Regions from separate parts of the Oryctolagus cuniculus genome. Here region 1 is linked to region 2. The links are chromatin contacts, called in public Hi-C maps. All regions are on one chromosome and are shown on one strand. Each heading gives the region's core, a stretch centred on a gene start, on an enhancer-like site or on the middle of the called end of the contact. The rest is flanking DNA. Distances are from core to core; before and after follow the strand shown.

The links. Hi-C and Micro-C count contacts between places; a contact is called where the count stands out from the background.
Region 1: a contact with region 2 is called in a Hi-C map of an unstated tissue, with 1.9 times the contacts expected there. The contact joins two enhancer-like sites. A contact is called at or near these places in 2 of 6 Hi-C or Micro-C datasets (ear pinna and an unstated tissue).

Annotation. Positions count from the first base shown.
Region 1 is chr13:2,832,159-2,838,665 of mOryCun1.1, forward strand. No RefSeq gene overlaps it. Among named protein-coding and RNA genes, the nearest start is that of HMCN1, 57 kb to the right of the region's middle. Within about 2 kb of position 1,908, at least 1 of the 8 cell types and tissues checked has an H3K27ac peak or open chromatin away from gene starts, as enhancers often do.
Region 2 is chr13:2,610,865-2,617,075 of mOryCun1.1, forward strand. No RefSeq gene overlaps it. Among named protein-coding and RNA genes, the nearest start is that of IVNS1ABP, 80 kb to the left of the region's middle. Within about 2 kb of position 2,862, at least 1 of the 8 cell types and tissues checked has an H3K27ac peak or open chromatin away from gene starts, as enhancers often do.

The sequences.
Region 1 (6,507 bases), core at 658-3,157, 220 kb after region 2:
GGAAGCAGAAAGAGATGTGAAGGGATCCTGTGTTACCTGGTACAGCCCCTGCCTTCAGCATCTCACTTCACAGCATGGGAAACGCTCCTTAGATTTTCATTCCTTCACACCTTAAAGTCCTTTTACCTTCTCTGAAGCCAGTTTTAAAATGCAAACATCCTGAGGGCTAGCACTGTGGCACAGCACTGGCGTCCCATATGGGTGCTGGTTTGATTCCCAGCTGTTCTATTTCTGATCCAGCTCCCTGCTAATGAGCCTCAGAAAGCAACAGAGGATGGCCCACGTGCTTGGGCCCCTGCATCCACATGGGAGACCTAGAAGAAGCTCCTGGCTCCTGGCTTTGGATTGGCTCAGCGCTGGCCGTTAGGGCCATTTGAGGAGTGAACCAGCGGATAGAAGATCCTCTCCCTCTCCCTCTCTCTGTAAACCTATCTTTCAAATAAATAAAATTAAAATATCTTCTTATCCTTGCCCAATATGAATAGGGGTCAATATTTTCTATTGTGTATTTTGCAGATTTTTGAAGAGATTGTTCCTAACTATAAAAAGTATCAATTTTTGGAAAGGGCATGTCTGAGCTAAGCTCATTAGGAATTTGTCTCTGCAAGTGTTTCTCAAATTGTGTTTCATTTTATTAGAGTTTCTGCTCTACATGCGAGAGAGAGAGAGAGAGAGAGAGAGAGAGAGAGGGAGGAACGCTAAGTTTGAGCTGTGCACACCTGAAGACTCACAGCGCCCACCAGCTACTCTCAGACAGAATCCGCCCTACGGAAAAGCAGCTTTGTTTAACCTAGAATCTCCCAACCTGATCAGAGCCCGCTTTTGTTAGGCAACATCTGTTAATATGGCAGGGCCCCATTTTGAATTAAGCCTGTGTACTACATGAAGAGATTATTTCCAAGTCTAAGTCAGAAATGTAAGGAGTAGGATACAGATCAGACAGTTGAGCAAAGGTAGAGGATCCCAAGAAGGGGAGGCAGTGCAATAACAGTGAGCTCTGTCCCACAGGGAAGAGCAGTCCCATGACAACTGTCCGACCTCGCATCTATGCAAAGACTGGCCACTACCTGTGCTTACCTCTGAGTCACTCAGGAAAGATGCCTCCTAGGAACTCGCCAAGGTCAGTTAGCGTAGCCTTTAATTATTTAGTTTTGAAAAAAACTTTTTTTTTTACTTGAGTGGAGCTGGTAGTGGTATAAGTTTATATTTTGTCTTTATTTCAAAGCTATAGACCATTCTGTAGGCCAATAAAATGTTTTTCTTTTTTTTTAATAGAGAAGGTGTTTTTTAAAGAGATTTTTTTTTATTTATTTGAGGGGTGGAGCTACAGACAGAGAAAGAGAGAAACAGAGAGAAAGCTCTTCCCCCAATGGCTGCAACTGCCGGAGCTGAGCCAGTCTGAAGCCAGGCGCTTCCTCTGAGTCTCTCATGCAGGTGCAGGGCCCAAGCACTTGGGCCGTCCTCCACTGCCTTCCTGGGCCACAGCAGAGAGCTGGCCTGCAAGAGGAGCAGCTGGAACCCGAAGTGGCCCCCATATATGATGCTGGTGCCCCAGGTGCAGGCTTAGCCTACTGTGCTGGTGCCCCGGGTGCAGGCTTGGCCTACTATGTCTCAGCACTGACTCTGGTCAATAAAATTTTGAGATGAAGAATTTTAGTCATGTTGTATAGGATCAAAAAAATCACTACAGCTCAAAGTGTCTGCCCAGATGTTTATTTTATGAAAATGGTGGGAGTTATGTCAGATGGACAGATAGCCTCATGATTTCATCGCTTCATTGTTTATGTCCACTTGGCAGATAAATTGAATGAATCTTTAAACAATGGGAGAATTAGAAGATGCCTCATGTTCAGTGGCTAACTGGAATTACTGCATAAACTGGCAATTGTATTTCACTAATGTGTTCACTGCTGACTCAGGTCATCCAGGTCTTGGGTAGGAAGAGCTGTCTTTTCACACAGTGGGTTCTGTTTTTGTTACAACGGGAGCTGGAGGGAATTCAGAAGCCTTAGGGCTAATAGCAAAAGTGGGTTGGCTAACAATGTGGAGAATAAAAAGCGATCTAGAGGGCATTAATAACTCTGAATAACAGGTATGCATATCACCCGGTTTCTAAAGCAGCAGGTGGCCCTGAGTCACTGGTTTTAAACTTGCTCACCACAGCATTACATAAGGGAGGTATTTTGGTGAAATACATAGTTACCTTGCAACAAAAAGTTATTCATGGATTGTAACATTTCCAATGACACTGTTTTGGACATAAGGTACCAACACTGTTTGTAGTCAAAATTAACACTTGGAGTCCCAGATCTTTTTCCCACCCATCAACTTGGTCCCTTTCCTTCCTTTTACTTCTGGGTGAAACACCCTTTGTAAAATCTAAATCTTCTTCCAAAGACAACATGATTATACTAAATATAAGGTCTCTTTTCTACCAAGGAGGAAGCGTTCTGAACTCGCTGGATGATGACATGTCAGCGTTCACTTTTGATGAACTTCTCAAGAATGTGAAATAGATTTGAATTTAAAATTCTTTAACAATTTTCACTTAATGTTCATTCTTTAGAGCTGTAGCTAACCTGGAGTAATAAAACTTTCACTCTAATAATCTTCATCTTTCTAATTTAGCTAGTATACATTTACTGTCTTCAAATGTTAAAGGGATGACCAGAGCTTATCTTGGAATAAGGACATTCGGAGTAGACACCTTGATACCTTGAGTTTAGAGAAAATGGTCGTTATTTTTCAGTGATAACAGGTGTATAGCTCACAATCAAAAAAAATCTCATTTCCTGTGGCTGTAGTGTATAGCTTAGCAAAATTGTCAGTTTTTCAGTTATATCCCTTCTCTTGTGAAATTCTATTTGGCCTTTGATGGCTAAACAAGACAAAGCTTCAGGAGCTAAGAAGGTAAGAGATGAAAGCACTTCCTTAGTTAAATGAAAACAAAGGTGTTTAAAGTAGGAAAGTCGGGCCGGTGCCGTGGCACAGTAGGCTAATCCTCTGCCTGCAGCACTGGCATCCCATATGGGCGTTGGTTCTAGTCCTGGCTGCCCCTCTTCCAATCCAGTTCTCTGCTGTGGCCTGGGAAGGCAGTAGAAGATGACCCAAGTCCTTGGGCCCCTGAACCCACGTGGGAGACCAGGAAGAAGCACCTGGCTCCTGGCTTCAAATCGGTGCAGCTCCGGCCATTGTGGCCAATTGGGAAGTGAACCAGCAGATGGGGGTTCTCTCTCTCTTTCTCTCTCTCTCTCTCTCTCCCTCTCTCTCTCTCTCTTTCTGCTTCTCCTTCTCTCCCTGTGTAACTCTGGCTTTCAAATAAATAAATCTTTAAAAAAAAGTTCCAATGCCTTGCTCTTATGCTAAGCCTTTGGGTTGAGAATAAAAGCCACATGCAAGACGATAAGCAAACAAAAATACCTGTTTGGAAAAGCTGGAGGGAATACAAGGAAGCATGTCCTTCCATCTGGATGGTAGCTTGTGGTTTCAACACGAAACATATATTATTACTAAATGTACAGTTTTGGAAGGGGGTATGCGCAGTGGCCTAGAATTTTCTAGAACACAGGCTTGGACTTTGAGGGGTACAGGCCCTGGGTTCTTGTTTTGGTTCTTCACCCAGGAGTGTGGCACCATGCACAGAGTCCTCACCTGCAAAGCCACGGGGCTGTACTGAGTGCTGCAGTGGGATGTTCACCCTGTTTTGTAATTCTGTGATTTTTATGGCGAGTATTTCACTAGATGTCCTTTTTCTGATTACAGTTCCCTTGCATTTAAAATAACATACAGCAGCCTTTCGTTGCCTGAAGAGATAGAAAAAAGTTTATTGCAACTTTAGGAAGCCTTATTTTTAATAACCCTGAAATTTTGATGCATTGAATGTAACCGCGCAGGTCGGGTCATGAACGGGGCTCACTACCGCGTTGCTCTCCCGAGAGTTTCATCATGCATCGTCTTGGGGATGAAGTTTCAGACAGCACGGTTGAAATCTTTAGAGAATACCAGAACTGAAAAGCAGTAAATGAACTTCAAGTTGCCGCCTCCGTCCTGATAAACACCTTACACTTTCAGAAATTCTCACAAATTTTTTCATAGATTCAGGCCTTGATCTTGTCCCCACTGCAGGAAAAAACAAAGACCTACGTGAAATGAGTCTGTGGCTTAATCATAGCTCCTAAGAGAGTGCTTGCGTTAGGGAAGCTCCGGTGTGAAAAGACAATGAGAATTTCCTTCCACTTGGCAGGACAAACTGGTTCACAGAGTGGGTCCGTCGAAGAGGAAGAGGAAGCAAGGCTCCTTGACCCCGCCTGAACTTCCTCCTTGGCAGTGCGGGTCGGGAGAGCCCAGCTGACAGAGCCTCAGAAACTCAGCCAAAGACAAGGAAGGCAGCTCCGAGCTCGAGGGAAGGACCACGTGGACGCTCCCGTGCTGGCCAGGCATCGAGTGGGAAGATCATACGTGCTCCAAGGCATCAAGTGGCCTCGCTGTCCCTCCAAGCGTCTTCCTTTATTGCATAACATCCTAGCAGGCTTCAACAGGGACCCAAACAGCATTTTATGCAGCTGAGAACGGGTCAGCACTTGGATCCTTTCTCCACTGGTTAAACGAAAATGATGGCTAGTCGGTTTTGACCAAACCTGTGGTACAGACAGAAGAAATATGAAACCCAATGAGAACCTACAACAACCTATTTACCGTTTCTGCACCAAGTCCTTTGCTATGACTTGCCCAAAAGTATCCAACCTGACTTCTCAGCTTCTCTCTCTTTCTCCCTTCTTTGGTCCATAAGACCCAAAGAGATCCGTGGTGTTCGCAGAGTCAGGAAAAAAAGGGAGAGAAAAACAGTGACAGAAAGAAGAAAAGGCACCTGGTTTTGTAGAAAATGCGTGGCCAGGAGCAAGTTATTCACACGCATTGTTGGTTTACAGAGACTCCTGGTGGAACAGACTAAATCCAACAGTGTGAGGAAAGGGGCAGTTATATGCACTCAGCAGATGTCTTATTGCCCACTGTGCCCTTGCTACAGCCCCGAGGAGAACTCTATCCAAGACTCCTCTCCACCTCTCTGGACAGGCTCAGCACCACCACCACCACGCCCCCCGCCCCTGACTAGGGCTCCACGCCTAGAGGGAAACACTGTCCCACACCTTTTACACCAATTTCCAAAGAGCCCGCATATTTGCTGAATAAACCTATGAGTGCTTTTGAGCCTCCTTGGCTCCTTCCACCCCTCCCTGGGGTCCTGAGCCATGGGCTGTCCGTTACCCTCTGCTACCACGCTCGACAGCCTCTCCGCCCTACAGACTCACTCCTCAAGAGCTCCCAGCTCTGGAATCAAAGCTGGACCAAGCCCCTGGCTTCTCCTTGCAGGGAGAGAGAGGAGTTCAGACCTCCACCTGCCCAGTAGCTGACCAGCCACACAGCCCTGACAGGTGGCTTTGATTTGGCTCACTAGTCCCATGCACCAAGACTCCCTTAGGGAAATGCATGTCTCTGGCCCCCAGTGTTCGTGGCAATTATTCTGGCCTGTCTCCCTTTAACCGACCTGCTCTCAGGTCTAGCCTCTGCCCCATTTCCCAGGCATTAGCTTGGCCTTGCAGGCACGATTTGCATCTGATCGCTTGCATCTAGGGTCTGTTTCTGATTCCTGATTTATGGCTCCCTCTTGTGGTGTTGACTTGGGTTTTCCCATCAGTGTATCATGCAGGATGGGCTCTGACCCACGCCACTGGAAAGACAGGAGAGGTTGAAATGATGACACTAAGACGATATAGTAATATGCAATAATAGGAATACGGCTAGGGATAGGAATACATAATATGTTTGGAATACGTAAGATGTTAGGAAGAGCTAAGTCTGTCGGGGAGCATCAGGCTAGGCTACAGAGAACTGTGGACTAGAACACAAAGTGGAATTTTCCAGGCAGAGGAGAGGACGAGAGAGCTGGTGACAGACACCATGTACTTTGGAAATTAGATGGACGGGGCTAGGAGAGTGGAGAGGCCAATAGTGAGTTTAAGCTAGGTTTCTAGCTTCAGCCAGCCCACCATGTTACAAAACCGCAAGTCGCGAATTGGCAGGTAGTTCTCCTGGTTTAATATAATGTTTCTTCACAGGTAATAGAAATTACTATCATAATTACTGTGCTTAAATATTTTGAGGGGTGGGCACTGTGGTGCAGCCAGTTAAGCCAGTTAAGTTTGGGACACCTGTATTTCACACCAGAGTGCCTGGTTCAAGTCCCAGCTACTCTGCTTCCAATCCAGCTTCGTGTTAATGCGTATCCTGGAAGGAAGCACTGATGGCTCAAGAAATTAACCCCCTGCTACCCATAGGTGCCTGCTCCCAGCTTCATTCCTTGGGCAACTGCAGACATTTGGAGAGCGAAGTGTAAATGGGAAATCCCTGTCTCTCAAATATGAAAATAAACTTGAAAAAGAGTAATGGGAGCAAAATGTATGTTCTTTGAAAATACTTCTTATTGGACTTGAATTCTTTTTCCCCCCA
Region 2 (6,211 bases), core at 1,612-4,111:
TTGCTCAAGACTCCGTCATGTGTGGCCCTAGCTGCTCTGCCTGAGGTCTGGAACCTGGGACTGCCCAGGCGTCCCTCGCTTGGGACAGCAGGAAAGTTCTGGGAGTTCTGGGTGTGGTGGCCTTAGCACAGGCAGCGAATGTCAAGTCCAAGGGGGCGAACGCTGCGGTGAAGAGATCTGCGGGGAGGAAGGTGCCGGTCCGTGTGGCCAGCAGGTGCATCCCTGTGCCCTGCCTGTGGCTGGGTCTGCAGGCCCAGAGAGAGGGGCAGAAGGGGTGCTTGGGCGGAAACAGCAGTACAACGAGGCTGGGATGCATGCAGGGTTGCATGGAGCCCGCTGCAGGCATGGAGCTGAGCCTCCACCCAGGCCACGGGCACAGCACAGGTATGTGTGGCCGTCTCCATGAGACCTGGGGGCTTATGGGTGGGAGAAGAAACAGGTGCTTAAGGAAGCAGAAGGCGCAGGGGCATTGCTGCAGTTCACACAGGGCACACAGGTGCACGGCATTGCTGAGCCTGGGAGCGGCAGGGCCGGTCCCAGGCAGCGAGGAGGAGGCTGGCGTCTCCCGGCCTTTACGCTTGCCCTTGCGCTGGCTTCTGTCCTGTCCCCTCCCTTCGGGCCCAGGCACCCATTTCCCCTTCTGAACCTGTGCTCAGGGAAAGTCCCAGCCCGGGAGCTTCAGGTGTTGTCTAACAAAGGTGTGGCAGGCTGGTTGCCACAGTCGCTCCGTGCCACAGTCCAGGTGGGGAAAGTCCTAAAACTTTCTCCTGACTTTGCAGATCTTTCCAAAGTTCAGTCTTGAGATCTCCTAAAACTAAGCAACTGACAGACAAGCCATCAGGAGCCCTTACACGCTGCCGAGTTGGCTCCCTCATGAGGCAGTGCCCACCTCTCTCATCAGCACGCATCCTGTAGGCTCCTCCTGTAGTCACGCTCTGTCTCTTGAGGACGAGGACCTCCCTCTGGTCACTTCTGGTATAGTTTACTGGGATAGACAGAAGTTCAGAGAAGGACAAAGGGAATCCAAAGCCACTCCCAGGGGCCCAGGGGCCGGGGTCTGCTGGAGAGATTGCAGCTTCCCCAGACAATCAGGGTCTCTGGTTGGTAGCCTGATGGGTGACTTTCATTTTCATCTCTGATTTTCAGTATTGTCAGCTTTTTTTTTAAATTAAGATTTATTTATTTATTTTACTTGAAAGGCAATTGAGAGAAAGAGATCTTCCATCCACTGGTTCACTCCCCAAAGAGCTGCAATGACTGGAACTGAGCCAGGCCAAAACTGGGAACCAGGAACTCCTTCTAGGTCTCCCAAACACCTGGGCCACTCCTTCCCAGGGCATGAGCAGGGAGCTGGATCAGAAGTGGAGGAGCCAGGACTCGAACAGGTGCTCCTATGGGATGCTGGCACCACCAGCTACCCGGCTGCACCACAACACCGGCCCTGTCAGTTTCTAGAGTGAGCATGGATTAACAGACGTCAAGTACAGAACTTTGGTTCTCCCCAAATTTCTCCCAGAAAAGAGGGCATCATCTTCCATTCAAGTTCCTCCAAAGTCCTTGCATCACATTTTTTTTGAAACACAAAATACTTTTTGGGGAAGACATATCAGCCCAACTGACCTCAAAACGCACAAACTTTGAGATGATTGTGGTCATCTTATTAAAAAAAAAAAAAAAAAAAACCAGCACAAAGAGATTTACTGTGACTGTAATGAGTCCTTTATCAGTGGGAGGTCCTGGGATCGCATGCCAAGGAGGCGGTCACACAGAAGGTCCCTTAACAGGCTGTGCTGCCGGTGGTCACACGGTGACGTCAGGACCGTGCACCGGGCGGAGGACTGGAACAAAGTAGTGACACTGCGTTGTGAACGGCTCTGTGGCTGAGGCAGAAACTCCCCCAGCAGCCTCTTGGTTAACAACAAAGCAGAGGATGGAAGGGAAGCACTGTACCTGTCTACACAATATCTCTGCTCTGCAGGTGGTTGGTGGGGGGCGGGCGCTGCACCAGTACCTCCTGGAATGCAAGAGGGAACGAAACAGTGTCTCTGAGTTGATGTGTTACTTTGTATAACGTGATTTTAAGTACCTATGCTTAATTAAATTAATACATCAAGTCTTGAAATTAGACACACACCCATCTCATCTACTTCCCTAAAGGCTTATAATCCCCTTGGTCCAAGTCATTAAAAGAGCTTTTTCTCTTTGGGAAAGCGACCTTATGTTAGGGTCATTTTCTATTCCTGTCTATTTTTTTAAGAGCAAAATCAAAAGCACAAACTTGTTATCCCTTCCAGGGACGCTTAGAATTTAATAGGCATTCATGCTTTTATGCAAGTAATTAAACTTCGATGGTGAGGCTCCAGGCTTCAGCCCAGGATGGGAAAGGGACTTAGGGAGACAGTGGGGTCTTTGTGCCTCTGGGCCCAGCAGGCTTAACTGAGTGAGGCTGGCCTGGTGAGGAAGTTTCCATGGGTGAACATTTCTGGGCGGAGTGACTTTTACAAGGCATCTGTTAGCGATTGCCGCATTGGAGACTGCCCCAGAACAGAAGGCTTTAAGTCAACAAGCATCTGTTTGTCACCATTTGTCGGCAGTTTGGGCAGAGCTCAGTGAACCTGGCTCCCCTGTGCCTTGCCTGGGTTGTGGTGGCTGGTGGGTCTGCGGGCCTGGGAGGTCCCGCTCCTGGTCTGGGGCCTGGGGGCAGGGTTCTGGCTGGCTGGACAGCTGGGCCCCTCCTCCCCGTGGCCCCCGCATCCTCCCTGATGGACAGCAGTGTTGACAGAGGGTATAGGGACCCCACAGGGCCTGGGAGTCACAGCTTGAGATGTGCAATGTCACCGTTGCCGCGTCCTGTAGTTCAAAGCGAGGCACAAAGTGAGGCCAGGCCTGGAGAGGGGCAAGTAGATCCTGTTGTCTGGTGGCAGGGGCCCGAGAGCAGCAGTGACCACATTCAACTCACCATGGGGCATCTGGGACGGGGAGACCAGTGTCCAGCAGGGAATGGTGATGGGGACGCCAGGCAGAGTGACACACAGAGGAGAGATGGATCTTTGATCCATTGGTGCACTCTCCAGACGGACACAATAGCCAGGTCTGGGCCAGGCTGACACCAGGAGCTTGGAACTTCATCCGGGTCTCCCACGTGGTGAGTGGTGGGAATCGAGGCTCAGCCTGATTTCAAGGCAGGAGACCTGCGGCTCAGCAGCTTGCTGCTACAGAGCCCGGATGCTGCCAGCTTCGACTGCGACTCTAACACAAGGTGGGCCAGCCCCAGTGCACCTGCCCAGCCACTGCCTCAAGGGGACCTTTCTACCCTCCTCATCTTTGTCTTTGTTATTTTTTCCAAGATTTATTTTTTATTTATTTGAAAGAGAGAGGGGGAGAGACAGAGGGAGAGGGAGGTCTTCCATCCATTAGTTCACGCCCTAAATGGCTGCAGTGGCCACGGCTGGGCCAGGCTGAAGCCAGGAGGCTGGAGCTTCTTCCAGGTCTCCCTGGAAGTGGGTGCAGGGGCCCAAGCGCTTCTTACCTGTTCCTTCAGAGCACCAGTTGGGCGCACTGGGGAGACGCCTGGCCTCCTGCTGCACCCCGTGGCTGCTGGGCCCCTGCCCAGGCCTACGCGGAAGCACACACGTCGCTCACCCCTCATCTCTCTTCCACCCCCGCTGCTCCCTGAGTCCGTTTCCCAGGACAGAGTTGAGTCAGCCACAAGTTACGTCACAGGCTTCCGCTACAATCCCCGAAGTGGGAAGTGGACAGCAGTGGCACACAATTGTGTGTTCAGACGTGATAAATGGAGCAGCAGGTACGCCTGTGCCATCCAACCCCGAACACGCCCGTCCCAGCACTTTTCAGAAGAATCCCTCAGGAACGCAGAAATGCGTTTTTGATGTAGCCACTGTGCCCCGGGGCCTCGGAGCCCTTCCACAAGGATCGGCCCGGGAATGGAGTTGCTGTAGCATGGACGATAAATGAAACATGAATCTTAAATTATTCACTCAGTCTTCCTAAGGGGTTGGAATGCTGCAGCCATGATGCAAATGCAATGTTAATCGGCAATCAGGAGTGAACTTTAAAAGAGGTGAGAAAGAAGGGTCCGTCTAAGTTTCCCTTTGCCAAAGAGTGCCTTAAAAGGTAACTTTTAAACCAGTAGGTCTAATGGATGTCAACTTGCAAGACTAATTTTTCTTTTTAAAGATGTATTTGATTATTTGCAGGCAGAGTGACACACAGAGGAGAGATGGATCTTTGGTCCATTGGTGCACTCTCCAGATGGACACAATAGCCAGGTCTGGGCCAGGCTGACGCCAGGAGCTTGGAACTTCATCCGGGTCTCCCATGTGGGTGGCATGGGTTCAGATACTTGGGCTCTCTTCTGCTGCTTTCCTAGATGCATTAGCAGGGAGCAGGATCGGAAGTGGAGCAGCCAGGACCTGAACCAGCACTCTGATATGGGATGCTGGTGTCTCAGGCAGCGGTGCCGAACCCAGTTTCTATTTCAGTACACTTTTATTGGTCTATCTTATTACAAATGTCATCACAGAGCACAACCAGCAGAGAAAAACAACAATAGTCGTCATGAGAAACACGATGGTCACTTGACTGGGCCTTTCATGAATTATTCCCTTGTCGAACAGGAGCTGACCGAGAGTAGACAGTTCACCTGCCCTTACTTGTAGAGCCAGCATGTGGACCTGGCTTTGGCAGGCCGAGGCTTGTTCAGAAGCCAGGAGAGAATCAAGCGGGAGAAGCATACAACGTGAGGAATCCAGAGCCTGCCAGACAGCAGGAGCTCAGTGTCCGGTGCTGTTATTGTAATGGGAAGTCCGCAAAAGGACAAAAGGACATCCCGGCTGCCTGGATGAGAAGTAGCCTCAGGGCAGCTCCGGATGTTGGCTGGACCTGGAGGACAGCAGACTCCCCAAGGGTCTCCAAGTCGCTGCTGTCCCTAACGCCCCCGACTGGGTGGTGCTCCCCGTGTGGCACCATCTGGTGACAAGGCAGGAGACCCCTCTGCTTCCTCCAGGTACGGTCATGCCAGGTTCACGGTCAGGATGGTGTCTGTCCTGGTTCTTGTCCATCTTCCTTGAGCCAACCCCAGCAGAGTTGTCACCAGCGGTTCCTCATTTCTTGGCGAGAGTGGAATGGCCCCTCTGCCCTCTCAATGTGCATACACAAGTCTGCTGAAATCCACGGACAGATTAACAGGAGAGAGGCACGTGGAGCCACTGGATGCCACCCAGGAAGACAGCAAGGACGAAAGTGAGCGCCCAGCACCCAGGGAGACGTGGATGCTTCCAGACCCTTCCTCACCTGGGAGAGGGCGTGGGGGCTGTGACACCTCTAGTCGGGGAGTTGAAGGTTTTTAAGGGAGGTAAGCGGATCCTGGATGCAGACAGCAGCCTGGGACGGGGTTCGACGGGGCTCCGCAGGACACAGCGACGAGAGGAGGGGCAGAAGTGCACTGAGAACAAGGTAGGAGGTCCCAGCAGCCCTGGCAGCTGGGGGCTGTCCGGGGAGCTGTGTCCGGGTGGGCGTGGTGCAGCCCTTGCACTGCTTAGCTGGGGGCTGTCAGGGGAGCTGTGTCCGGGTGGGCGTGGTGCAGCCCTTGCACTGCTTAGCTGGGGGCTGTCCGGGGAGCTGTGTCCGGGTAGGCGTGATGCAGCCCTTGCACTGCTTAGCTGGGGGCTGTCCGGGGAGCTGTGTCCGGGTGGGCGTGGTGCAGCCCTTGCACTGCTTAGCTGGGGGCTGTCAGGGGAGCTGTGTCCGGGTGGGCATGGTGCAGCCCTTGCACTGCTTAGCTGGGGGCTGTCAGGGGAGCTGTGTCCGGGTGGGCGTGGTGCAGCCCTTGCACTGCTTAGCTGGGGGCTGTCAGGGGAGCTGTGTCCGGGTGGGCGTGGTGCAGCCCTTGCACTGCTTAGCTGGGGGCTGTCCGGGGAGCTGTGTCCGGGTGGGCGTGGTGCAGCCCTTGCACTGCTTCCCAGGTAGTTGGGGGGTTGAGGCCATCATGCTCTGGCTCAGGCACCTCCCTCAGTGGGGGAAGGGGTTTGGGGGAAGCTGCTCCCCAAGCTTGAGGAGGGGAAGAGGCCTGGCTGTGGGGAGGTGGGAGACCCCAAGGCCGCTTTGATGGTCTCGGCGTGGCGAGACCCCGTGTGGGGGGTCACTTTCTGAGCCCCAGCTGGAAGGTCCTTCCTGTCTTGGACGTCACAGC